Linked DNA regions of Danio rerio: region 2 is linked to region 1. Evidence: chromatin contacts called from public Micro-C data. All regions are on one chromosome and are shown on one strand. The core of a region is the stretch at or near the end of the contact, and the rest is flanking DNA. Distances in the headings are between cores, read along the strand shown.

Region 1 (5,447 bases), core at 405-2,904:
AATACATGCGGGTATGATGAATTAAATAAGCTAAATTGGCCATAGTGTTTGTGTAGGAATGAGTGTGTATGGATGTTTTCCAGTACTGGGTTGCAGCTGGAAGGGCATCCGCTGCGTAAAGCATATGCTGGATAAGTTGACGGTCCATTCCACTGAATGGAATGAATCGTTACCCCTGATGACTAAGAAGGTTGCCACAGAGACTAAGCCAAAAGGGACTAAGGGACTAACCAAGGTACTAATCCAAAGGGACTAAGGGACTAACCAAAGGACTAATCCGAAGGAACTAAGGGACTAACCTAGAGACTAATTCGAAGGAACTAAGGGACTAAACAAGGCACTAATCCAAAGGAACTAAGAGACTAAGCCAAAGAAAAATGAGATAATGAATGTTATTTAGAAAGGGTTAGGTCTATCAAAAAACTTTTAAAAACTTTTTGGTTGGAACATCTAAAGATGACCTTTTATAATTTCGATGAAATTCAGGCAAACCATCTAAAACAAGTTAGAAAAGGTAGGATTTTTTTGCATGATATTAAATATTTATTTATTGCTTTGTTTGACACCACATAATAACACCACATGATATTCAAGCCATAATGTATAATGGCACTACCTGGTGACCTTTTCTTTCAAATTTCTCGCTAAACTTAAGGGTCATGTGACAAACAAGCCCATATATTTTCATTTGTACAGTATTAGCCTATGTTTGCCATTGATTAGTCAATGGCGACCATTGTTTTTATTTTTATTTATTTTTTTATTCATTCATAGACCTCATATACATGGATGGAACATATTTATTTGTTGCTGTATTGTACTTATTTATTTCCCTTCATTAAACTTAAATAAATAAAAAAAGAAATAAGTTGTAAATTAAAACGTTGTGTGAAAGAATTCTTAAATTTGGGCCCAAATGATCTTTTTGGCCACATGTCAATTAGTCATGTATGATCTTTACTTTTAGAGTAAATTTATAATTTTAATGATGTATACATATTTAACAGAAACACAACTAAACACTATGAACATTTTCAATTTTTTGGCGTATTTTGTATATACAGGTATATACAAGAAAATCTGTCACAGTTGACTCACAGATTTCATCATGAGGTACAATATTTCTTGGAAGAGTCATTCTGTAAACAAAGACTTCATTCATCTCACATGCAATCGCTAATAAACTAGCTTTAAAAGTGTCTTCAAGTGGTTATCATAACTGTTCAAGAAAACTAGTTTACAAATCGTTAAGAACCTGCAGTGTAGAAAGCGCCTAAGGCCGAATTCTTGCTGAATCTTTAGCATGAAACATGTTTCTTTAACTCGCTGTGCTAGTCTGGAGCTCTTTGTAGTGTCTAAAGCCTTTATATCCCATGCCGTATTTTAAGAATCTCTCTATCAGGAAGATGATGTGAAGCACAGGTAAAGTGCACTTCTGAAGAGCCCCGAGAGGCTTCCTCATTAACGCTGCTTTGTTTTTGGAAGGTTAAAGCCAGGAGAGACCTGAGAGGTGGCGGTAACGAGGGAATATAGCAGCTCAGAAATGCAGCCTGGAGTATGACTAATCATATCGCGGCGGCTGTGTGGGCCGGTCTGTGCGCTTGTTAGTGTTCGAGGGGCCATCTGATTCACCGTCGCTCTCCGTTTGAGGCTCTGCTTGATTCACTTCCTGATGTGGGCGGAATTTTCCTATCAGCCCTGTGCTCTGAAAGCCGAAGGGTGAGGTGATTGACGGGCCCGTGAGCGCACTGTTGTGGGTGGCTTAGAAGACTGAGCCGTTCCACTTGTTCCATCTGCGAATGTAAATGAATGAAGCGCACTCGCACGGCTCATCTTTCTCATTCTTTGTCTCTGGTTACTATGGAAGCCCTGAGTGGCCGTGTTTTTACAGTACACTCGAAAGAGCATGTGTCACCTAGTTTTTGTTTTTTTGCTGTAAAACTTTTTGAATGAATGGTTGATCTAAAAGGAAAGTTCAGACATTGTTTATTTAATAAAGTACTTTAATTCTATGCATTGCAATAAAAAGCATACATATTGAAGACAGTTTTTTAGGTATTTTACAAGGAATGTATATTAAAGCTTTTAGTGTTAAAGGCAGAAGCCAAAATCAGAATAACTTCCTTTTTTGTGAGGATTTATGTCTTAGTGTGAGGATTGGACAGTCTGTCATTTTCACTCAGTCACCACAATAACAAATCGAGTCAAGTCAATTTTATTTCTATAGCACTTTAAGATTTAGTTTAACAACTTTATTAATCCCACCAGGGGCAATTAGATTAGGGTAGTAGCATTTAATGATACAACAAACACATAAAGAGACAAATCACTTACAAACAGGATTAAAAAACACAATCCAGCATGCTTCATAATAACTTCATAAATAGCACAAAAACATAGGAAAGACCCATATATTAAAAATTTAAAACCTGCTAAAATGTAAGGTTGTAAAGCCTTATTGCCTTAGGGACAAAGGTAATTTTAGATCTGTTAGAAGAGCATTTGATGCTTCTAAACCTTCTTCCAGAGGGCAACAGAGCAAAAAAAAGGCTTCAGAGGATGGGAGTTTTCCTTAACATTTGCTGTTCGTGTAACTCTGCTAGACTCTGCGGAGGTATACCAATAATCTTAGAGCAAGTCTTGACAAGGTTTTGAAGGCGATTTTTGTTTCTAACGGAAAGTAGAACCTGCATTAAAAGGAAAAGCTTAATAAACTCTTGATATAGGTGGTATAAAAAGTTCTCAGAATATGTTTTTCTATACAGAAAGAGTTCAGAGCATACAGTCTCTGATGCACTTTCTTAGCAACAGCTTCTGAGTTCTGCTGGAACTTTAATGTGGTATTAAATACTGTACCAAGATACTTATTTTCCTGTACCCTTTTAACTTGTTTTCCGTTTAAATACACTGGTTTCACCTCTAAGGCATTTTTTTTTTTAAATTAATTGCCATCTCTTACATTTTTGTGTTGTTTTGTTGTTGTTCAGCTTTTTTGCACCACTTAAAAAACTCCAGTATTTCATTTATGCTTCTGCCACAAAGGCACTTCAAAATGTGCATTTCTTCCAGAAATGTGCTCTCTCGCTTGAAGCTATTCTCATTTGTTGTTTTGTCAAATGCCTGACAACTGCACTGTGTGTGTGTCTTGTCCCAATAGTGAAAATACTACAAAATGGTCATAGTTTTATTAAGGTGTATATATGTCTGTGCTGAACTTCAATAGTGCAACTAAAATAGGAATACTGCACGTCTTAATTCAATTTCTGTTTAGTTTGATTATGACTTTAGTCGGATTAAAGTCATCAAAAATCACTGTTTACACGATAAACTTAATTAGAGTAAACTACCTGACAAAAGTCTTCGTTGATCCCAGTTGTGAGTCGTTGATCCCAGTTGTAAGTGCAACAAATTATAACTTGACTTCTAGTTGATCATTTGGAAAATCTGTTGAACAGCATCCCAATTATCACTAATACTGCTGAAGACCTATTGAAACCTGTATGGACACAATATTCTCAGAGAATTTAATCAAGTTTGGTGAAAGAAAAATCATGGTTTAGGATTGCATTCGGTATAGCGCTCTTTCTCATACTTCAGCCTCCACATCAAAGTTCCTGAAAGCAAAGAAGGTCAAGGTGCTTCAGGATTGGCCAGCCCAGTCACCCAGAGATCAACTTTATTAAGCATATCTGGGATACGATGAAGGAGGAGGCATTAAAGGAGAAGCCATAGGATCCTGATGAACTCTGGGAGTCCTGCAAGAACCTTTCTTTACCATTCCAGATGACTTTATTAATATGTTATTTGAGTCACTGCAGAGATGTATAAATGCAGTCGTCCAAGCTCATGGGAGTCATGCACAATATCATTTCCTTTTCCACTGCACCATGACTTTATATTCTGTACTGTACATTATTTCTGTTAAGTGACAAGACTTTTGTCTAAGCAAAGTCTGACCTTACTGTCCTAATCATATAATTATAAATCAAGGCATGATCATATTTTATATTGGCAAAATAAGCATAATCTAAAGGCCTTTGCCTTTCTGATACAAATGATCATCTAGAAGTGAAATTATTATGTTTTGTTGCTTAAACTTGGATAGGTGATAAGACTTATATCAGGTAATATATTGTTTTAATCGTATTAAAATCCGGAGTATTAGTGTCCTCATAAATGTGAAGAAAAGAGAGTAGAAAAACATTATATATTTCATATTGTGGAACATTCCAGCATATCAGGTGTAGTTAAATTAAAACTGATTTGATTTTAATATTAACCAAACAGTGATCCACCAATCCTTTCAAGCAGTGTGTGAGGTATATTTTTTTTAGTTTGTGTAATACATATTCATGTCTTAGTGAACCAAATTCATGTGTTTATTTTAATTACATTTGCATTCTGACATTACAGTAACCTACAATGGGCTTTTTCAAAAAATGATTAACAAAGATGACTTGTTTTCGTTAAAAAATTGTTAATTTTGTCAAAGTTAGTAAATTATGTTTTAAATAACATGAGAAGAAAAGAAAAAGAAAAAAAAACACTGATCCAGCGTGGCTTGTGCCTTTTTTGTTCTTGCTGGAACTGTATGTACATGCACACAAACAACACCTTGGGCTAGTGAAACTGAAGACCTGCTGACCTGATTTGCCCTTGTTGCTCCTTAACCAAGGTAAACACTAAAAGCTTCTTGAACTCTGTTTACAAGTCTGTCTGCAAGCATCTGAGGGTCTGTGAGGTAAACCAAATAGTTTACAGTAATTCAGCTTGTGTGCTTACATGTGGGGTTTCTTGTGATGTGTGGTGATGCAAGTCTCAGATGAACATAGTCGTACATTGTTGTTGTTGTCTTTTTAAAGACAGTTGAAGCAAGCTGAATTGTGTGACATCCTTCATTAAGAATCATTTCATTTGATGAAAACTTGATTTGACTGTTTTTTTATCCCTTGTTTGGGTTTGGTCTTGATTTCGGTGTTAGTGAGCATTTTATTTTGATATATTTTGAAATGCAGCTTACAAAGCTGTGTCACATGATCATTCAGAAATGATTTAATATTCTGATATGGTGCTCAATATTATATATTATATATATATACTTATTATAAATGTTAAAAACAGTTAAACACCTTGTTATTAGAAAATCCAAATTGAAATGGAAATCATTTGTAATATTATACAATTTTCTCTCACACTACTTCAAAGATCAAAATTGAAAGCCCCTTTTGGTAAAAATTAAATAGACAAAAGTGGTTTTATGTCAATGTACAGTATGGATAAAATAAATATTCCCATGACAGACATAATTATGTAAAAATACAGGGTGAATAAAAAAGGAATGCCACAACTTTGAAAACTGAGATTTCTGGAGAAAAGAGGGGGTCATATTGAACATCTATGAACTTGTTTTCTACTGAAAAAAAACTTTAAGTTTTCACATTGATCAA
Region 2 (5,092 bases), core at 1,717-4,216, 67 kb before region 1:
TATTTCATTCATTCATTCAGAAAGGCTCTAAAAACATGTGTCCGTGACCAAAATGCGACCCGTGTGGACAGTAGCAGACTCCGAAAGGAGACGCAGATTACGAGTTCTACATGAGGTAATTAATTAGCAAACTATATAAATATTACGTAAGAAAACATTAGGTGAGCAGGTTACATTGTAACCCTGTGTCCTAACAACACAACTCATGATGAGATACGCTGCTTGGTGATGAGATAATTTGGCTGTTTGCACCACACGGAAGACAACAAAAATTTAAATGCAGCCATTCAGAAGAACAGAAGATGCACTCACTCACAAAATGGTAAGATTTATAATCCAATAAATACATATTAAACATCTTTAACTTTATTAAATGTAGATAGTGACATGTTTGTTTGTGTTTAGTTCTAGAGTTCAATTTCAAACAGTTTATTGTATTTTCAAGATCTGAGGTGAACTCTCTGTTACTTTCAGGAGTTTGGCAATAAATGTCATGTAAATTGGCATTCAAACACACAAAGTTAGCATTTAACACTGAATAAAGCACCTGAGGAGATCACTGTCAGTTGTTCACCTGTGAAAAATAGAAGCCCTTTCTAATATATCAATTCGAGATGATGGCTAGGAGAAAAACTTATTTTAATATAGAAAATATTCCTTCTATTGAGTGCCGTTGCTTTTGTTTAGAAAATGGTTTAACTCACTCTCGTCCTCAATCTGGCAACCTACACTTGCGTTTGTTTTGATCCAGGGGTGCAATACCTAGTTCAACCGCTGTTTGTCAAACTTACATACTGCACCTTGCATTGGGAAGGTTGCTTTGGAAATGTAATAGGTTGCGGATTATAAATGACCCTATATTATTAAGGCAATAATCAGTAACTGTTTCCATTATTTATTAATGTAACCTCCTACATGTAATTAATTTTTTAAATATTTCAAACAAATGTCTTCAACTTTATTCATATCTAAGCATTTAAACCAGGCAGGTTTATCCTCACAGTAGTACCAACACATTAATTTAAGACGTTCATAATGCTTCATCACCTGGATTATGATAAATTGAATTAAATTTAAAGCACAGCCTACACATAAATCAAACAATAGCAGCTGTTCTTCAATAACTTTAATAAATATTTTAAAATCAAATCTTTGAATAGCTGTAACATGAAACACTGGAATTTAACAAGGTCTTGAGAAAAAAAATAATAAGTAATATTAGTATTTAAAAAAAAATATTATGAATTAATATAACTACACTGGAAAGCAAAGTAGCAGCCACAGGCTTCATATGTAGCAAATGCAACAGATCCTGCTGCTCCCATATTGGACTGTTTATCCACTACAGACTGACCTGGGTGCAAACTCCATTGTTCCTAGAGACAGAAGGATGCCTATGACATACTGGAAATAGGAAGTAAAACAGCTACTGATTTACCATGTCTTATTTAGTGTGTTAAACTGTTTAAACAATGAAAATAATAATAATAATAATGCTTTACTAAATTGCCTTTAGACAGCAGGAGGCATCATGCATCTCAAAATTCAGCAAATTAATTTTTTGTCATTTTCCAGCTTTTTATAGAAAAATAAAAAATAATCAAAATAGTTATGCTACAGTTAATAGTAAATAAAAAATCTAGTAAATCTAGGCCTGTATACAATGCTCTTTTGGAGTTTAGTTTAGTGTAAAACACAGTGGAAACGTACTACTCAGGTTTGTTTTGTAAAATGTGTGAGAGTAATCACACTTTCCGTGGAGTTCAGTAATGTTCTTTCAGTACATTCCGGTTGACTTTTTTTCTCCATGCCCTTGGGAAAGGGCTATATGAATTAAAGTTCATAGTGATGGTTAACCCCACTAATAGCCCCCATGTGGGCCATGCTACCATTAGGACAACTGAGAAGCTTCAGTCCTGCTAAAGAGTACAACTGAGTCAGGGAATTGTGGGAATTGTGCTGACATAAGCAACCAGTATGTATCCCCCAGATGGTCCAGCTCATGAAACATTTGTGTGGATGTGTTAAGGAATTCCTATGCTAATAATTCTACATAAAATATTTGACTTTGGTTATGGTGACTGTTTACTAAGATCAGTCTAACTGAATATTCCACAAGAAATAAAAAAAAAAATTATAAAATAATTGCACATTGGGGCAGAGCATGGAGTGAACTCAGGCTTCACTTCGTTTTTTTTTTTTAAAAATGCCCTATTTTAATTTTGCCCAAATAGAGTATGACAGAGAAAAACTGAAAGTTTTCGTTAATTAATTTATTTATTTACGTATTTATTTAGTAATTTATTGTTTTTGTGGCAAAGAATTTGTATTGAATATTTAAATATTTTTCATATATATATATATATATATATATATATATATATATATATATATATATATATATATATATATATATATATATATATATATGTGTGTGTGTGTGTGTGTGTGTGTGTGTGTGTGTGTGCGTGCGTGCGTGCGTGCGTGCGTGCGTGCGTGCGTGCGTGCGTGTGTGTTATTACTAATCAGAATACGCACAACAGTCAAACAAAAGTCTTATGAATGTGTGCAATGTATACAAAGAGAGCCTGTGTATGTGTATACATAATATAATATAAACAAATAATAATAATAATAATAATAATAATAATAATAATAACAAAAACATTATGTGTCGTTATTATCTGCTAAGTGCACACAAGTTTTGCAGTGTCCCCTTGAAATGAAAAATACCGGGACGAGGAATTTTTGGAATGTTCCATGACGTCACCTCGAAGTGGCTGACAGCGAGGAGGGAGCTAGAAATTAAGGTATTTTGTCGGCCAATGGGCGCTGGGAAAGGATACTACCTCATGATTATTAATCAAGCTGAGAGCTGCGAGAGCATAGGAGGGGGCGGGGCCCCCGGGGCGTCGCGTGCAGGGCGGTGCGGTGTGAACTGTTTGCGTTGCGCGACACTGTGCCTGTTGTTGCTGCGCCGATCAGCTGAACGCATGATTGCGCTTCCAGTTTGACAAGCAGGAGGGGAAGCCCTGTTGGCTCGAGAGCGTCCACATAACGCCGAGAGAGGCGTCAGCAGCGATTCCGTTTGACAGGCAATGGGATGCGGACCACGACACGCTGCTCAACGACTACAACAACGCCAACATCTGTGTCAGGTATGGTTTATATTGTTTTTATATTGATGTGCGTATGTGTTGGTTTATATAAAAGATTTATCTTGTTAGTGAATTAATGAGCAGGCTGTATTTTTTCTGGTGTGACTGGGGTCATATTTTATGAAGTCTAATAGTACAACTTTGACGAGCCGTTGTGCAGGAATTATTAAGTGAAATTCGCGTTTACTTTTCATACGAAGATTGACTTCCTGCTAACGATGCGGCACAATACGAGTCAAACCAGCTGTTCAAACAAGTTGAGAAATGTGGCGCGAGCTCACATTTTCAACTCATGGTTTTGTCCCCACGGTCAGCCAAGAATAACGTTTAGCTACATTAGAGTAACACTGCAAACCACACGCCGCAGGAATCTGACGCTCTTTCCTAATTCTTGGAAATGACAGGGCACAGACGGAGTCCCCTGTGTGTGGAATTTACAGAGAGCACTGGCCATTCGCTCGTAAACAAATAGCCTACTTAAAGGGATAGTTCTCTCAAGCGCTGAAAATGATGTAATTATTTACCTTATGATGCAAACTCCCACGACAAAGGGAGATTATAGACAGTACGACTGGGCATGAATGACAGCTTCAGTCATCGGAAATTTCAGTACAGTACAGTGAAAGTGTGGCTGTCACCTCTCCTTAAGGAAAACAAAGTCAACATGAGGCTCATTAAATTGTCATTATATCCTGCTTTTTGTGAGAACTATTACTTAAAAAAATATTTCCATGTTTCAGATTTTTGGTTGAATATATTATTTATTAAACATCTACTACAAATATAATTTGTCCACTTAGTTAACCACAATTCATGAACAAAAATGTTCAGTGTGATTTGAAAGCATGGATGGTGTCACAGAAAAGAGCCAGCTCTCAAAAAAACAGTTTGTTCAATGATGCAGTTCTCTAGTTGTGTAAGTATTTTTTTTCATAATTTTTATAGCTTATGATTTGAAAATCCATCCCATCCCATTTTCTAAATGATTGTTATGTAATATTTGGCTATTAATGCATGCATATATTTCACTGTAAAATATTTACCCCATAATGTGACAAATAATATCATAACTGGACTTTCTAGTGAAAACGAAAGTCTTCTTTCTGATGATGTACATTAAGCAGGACAATCCCATTATTTAGTCAGCTAAATCTCCACCCATTCAATTTCATTTTTGTCCCCCTGTACTTTTAGGTTAATCACATTCAAAAGCCAATCAGTAGATTTTTTTGATTGACCTTTTTTATTTCAATAATTTGGCATGTAAAAATATGGAAGAATTTGCTGAATGTGATCCTTATTTTAAGATCAACAATGGTCTAAAATTAGTTTTATAGAGTCCTACTGTATCTACTATCGCAAATAACCACACTATGTGGTTGATATGTTTGTAAATGATTTGTCATTTTGATGCTGATATCAACATTTGTTACCCTTGTGAAAATGATTTAAATGCACGTAATGCATGTTAAAAACTATATGTTTGATTTAGACCGGTTTTGATTGCAGTCAACTATCTAATGTCATGCAACCAGTTTCCATTATATCAAGTGACATGAAAAACTTGGCTTGGTTTGCCTCAGACACAGTCGGCTAGAGCTAGTTTCTTTTAATGCAGTGTGTGGTGGTGAGGAGGGAGAGCCTAATGATATTATTTTTGAGCGTATCAGCACAAAGCGGAGAACTCTGCGAGCGAGACGTGTTATTGCTTCAACTAAGCAGTGATAGTGCTTGAGCAGAATGTGAAGGGAGGAATGGTGTTGGTCTTTTTTAGTTTATCATAAAACAACACATTTATAAAGAAAGACAGTTCGTTTTTCTGATGCATAAGAAAAATGTTTGCTTTTAGTCTGCTAATTTGGATTTACTCTGCGGACTGCATTAAGGAGTCTTTTTAAGACTGAAAAAATAGCTTTAATCTTCATTAAATGGAG

What was found. Hi-C and Micro-C count contacts between places; a contact is called where the count stands out from the background.
Region 2: a Micro-C map of caudal fin shows a contact between it and region 1, with 3 times the contacts expected there. The contact joins the promoter of hivep3b here to the enhancer-like site in region 1. A contact is called at or near these places in 2 of 18 Hi-C or Micro-C datasets (caudal fin and an unstated tissue).

The regions. Positions count from the first base shown.
Region 1 is chr16:37,585,633-37,591,079 of GRCz12tu, reverse strand. The region is part of intron 2 of hivep3b (HIVEP zinc finger 3b); the gene reads left to right. Among named protein-coding and RNA genes, the nearest start is that of hivep3b, 69 kb to the left of the region's middle. Within about 2 kb of position 1,654, at least 23 of the 62 cell types and tissues checked have an H3K27ac peak or open chromatin away from gene starts, as enhancers often do. A contact at or near this core is called in caudal fin, where this site is marked.
Region 2 is chr16:37,654,799-37,659,890 of GRCz12tu, reverse strand. It overlaps hivep3b (HIVEP zinc finger 3b), which reads left to right and starts at 2,966. Exons shown (of 8, transcript XR_012392246.1): 1 at 2,966-3,158.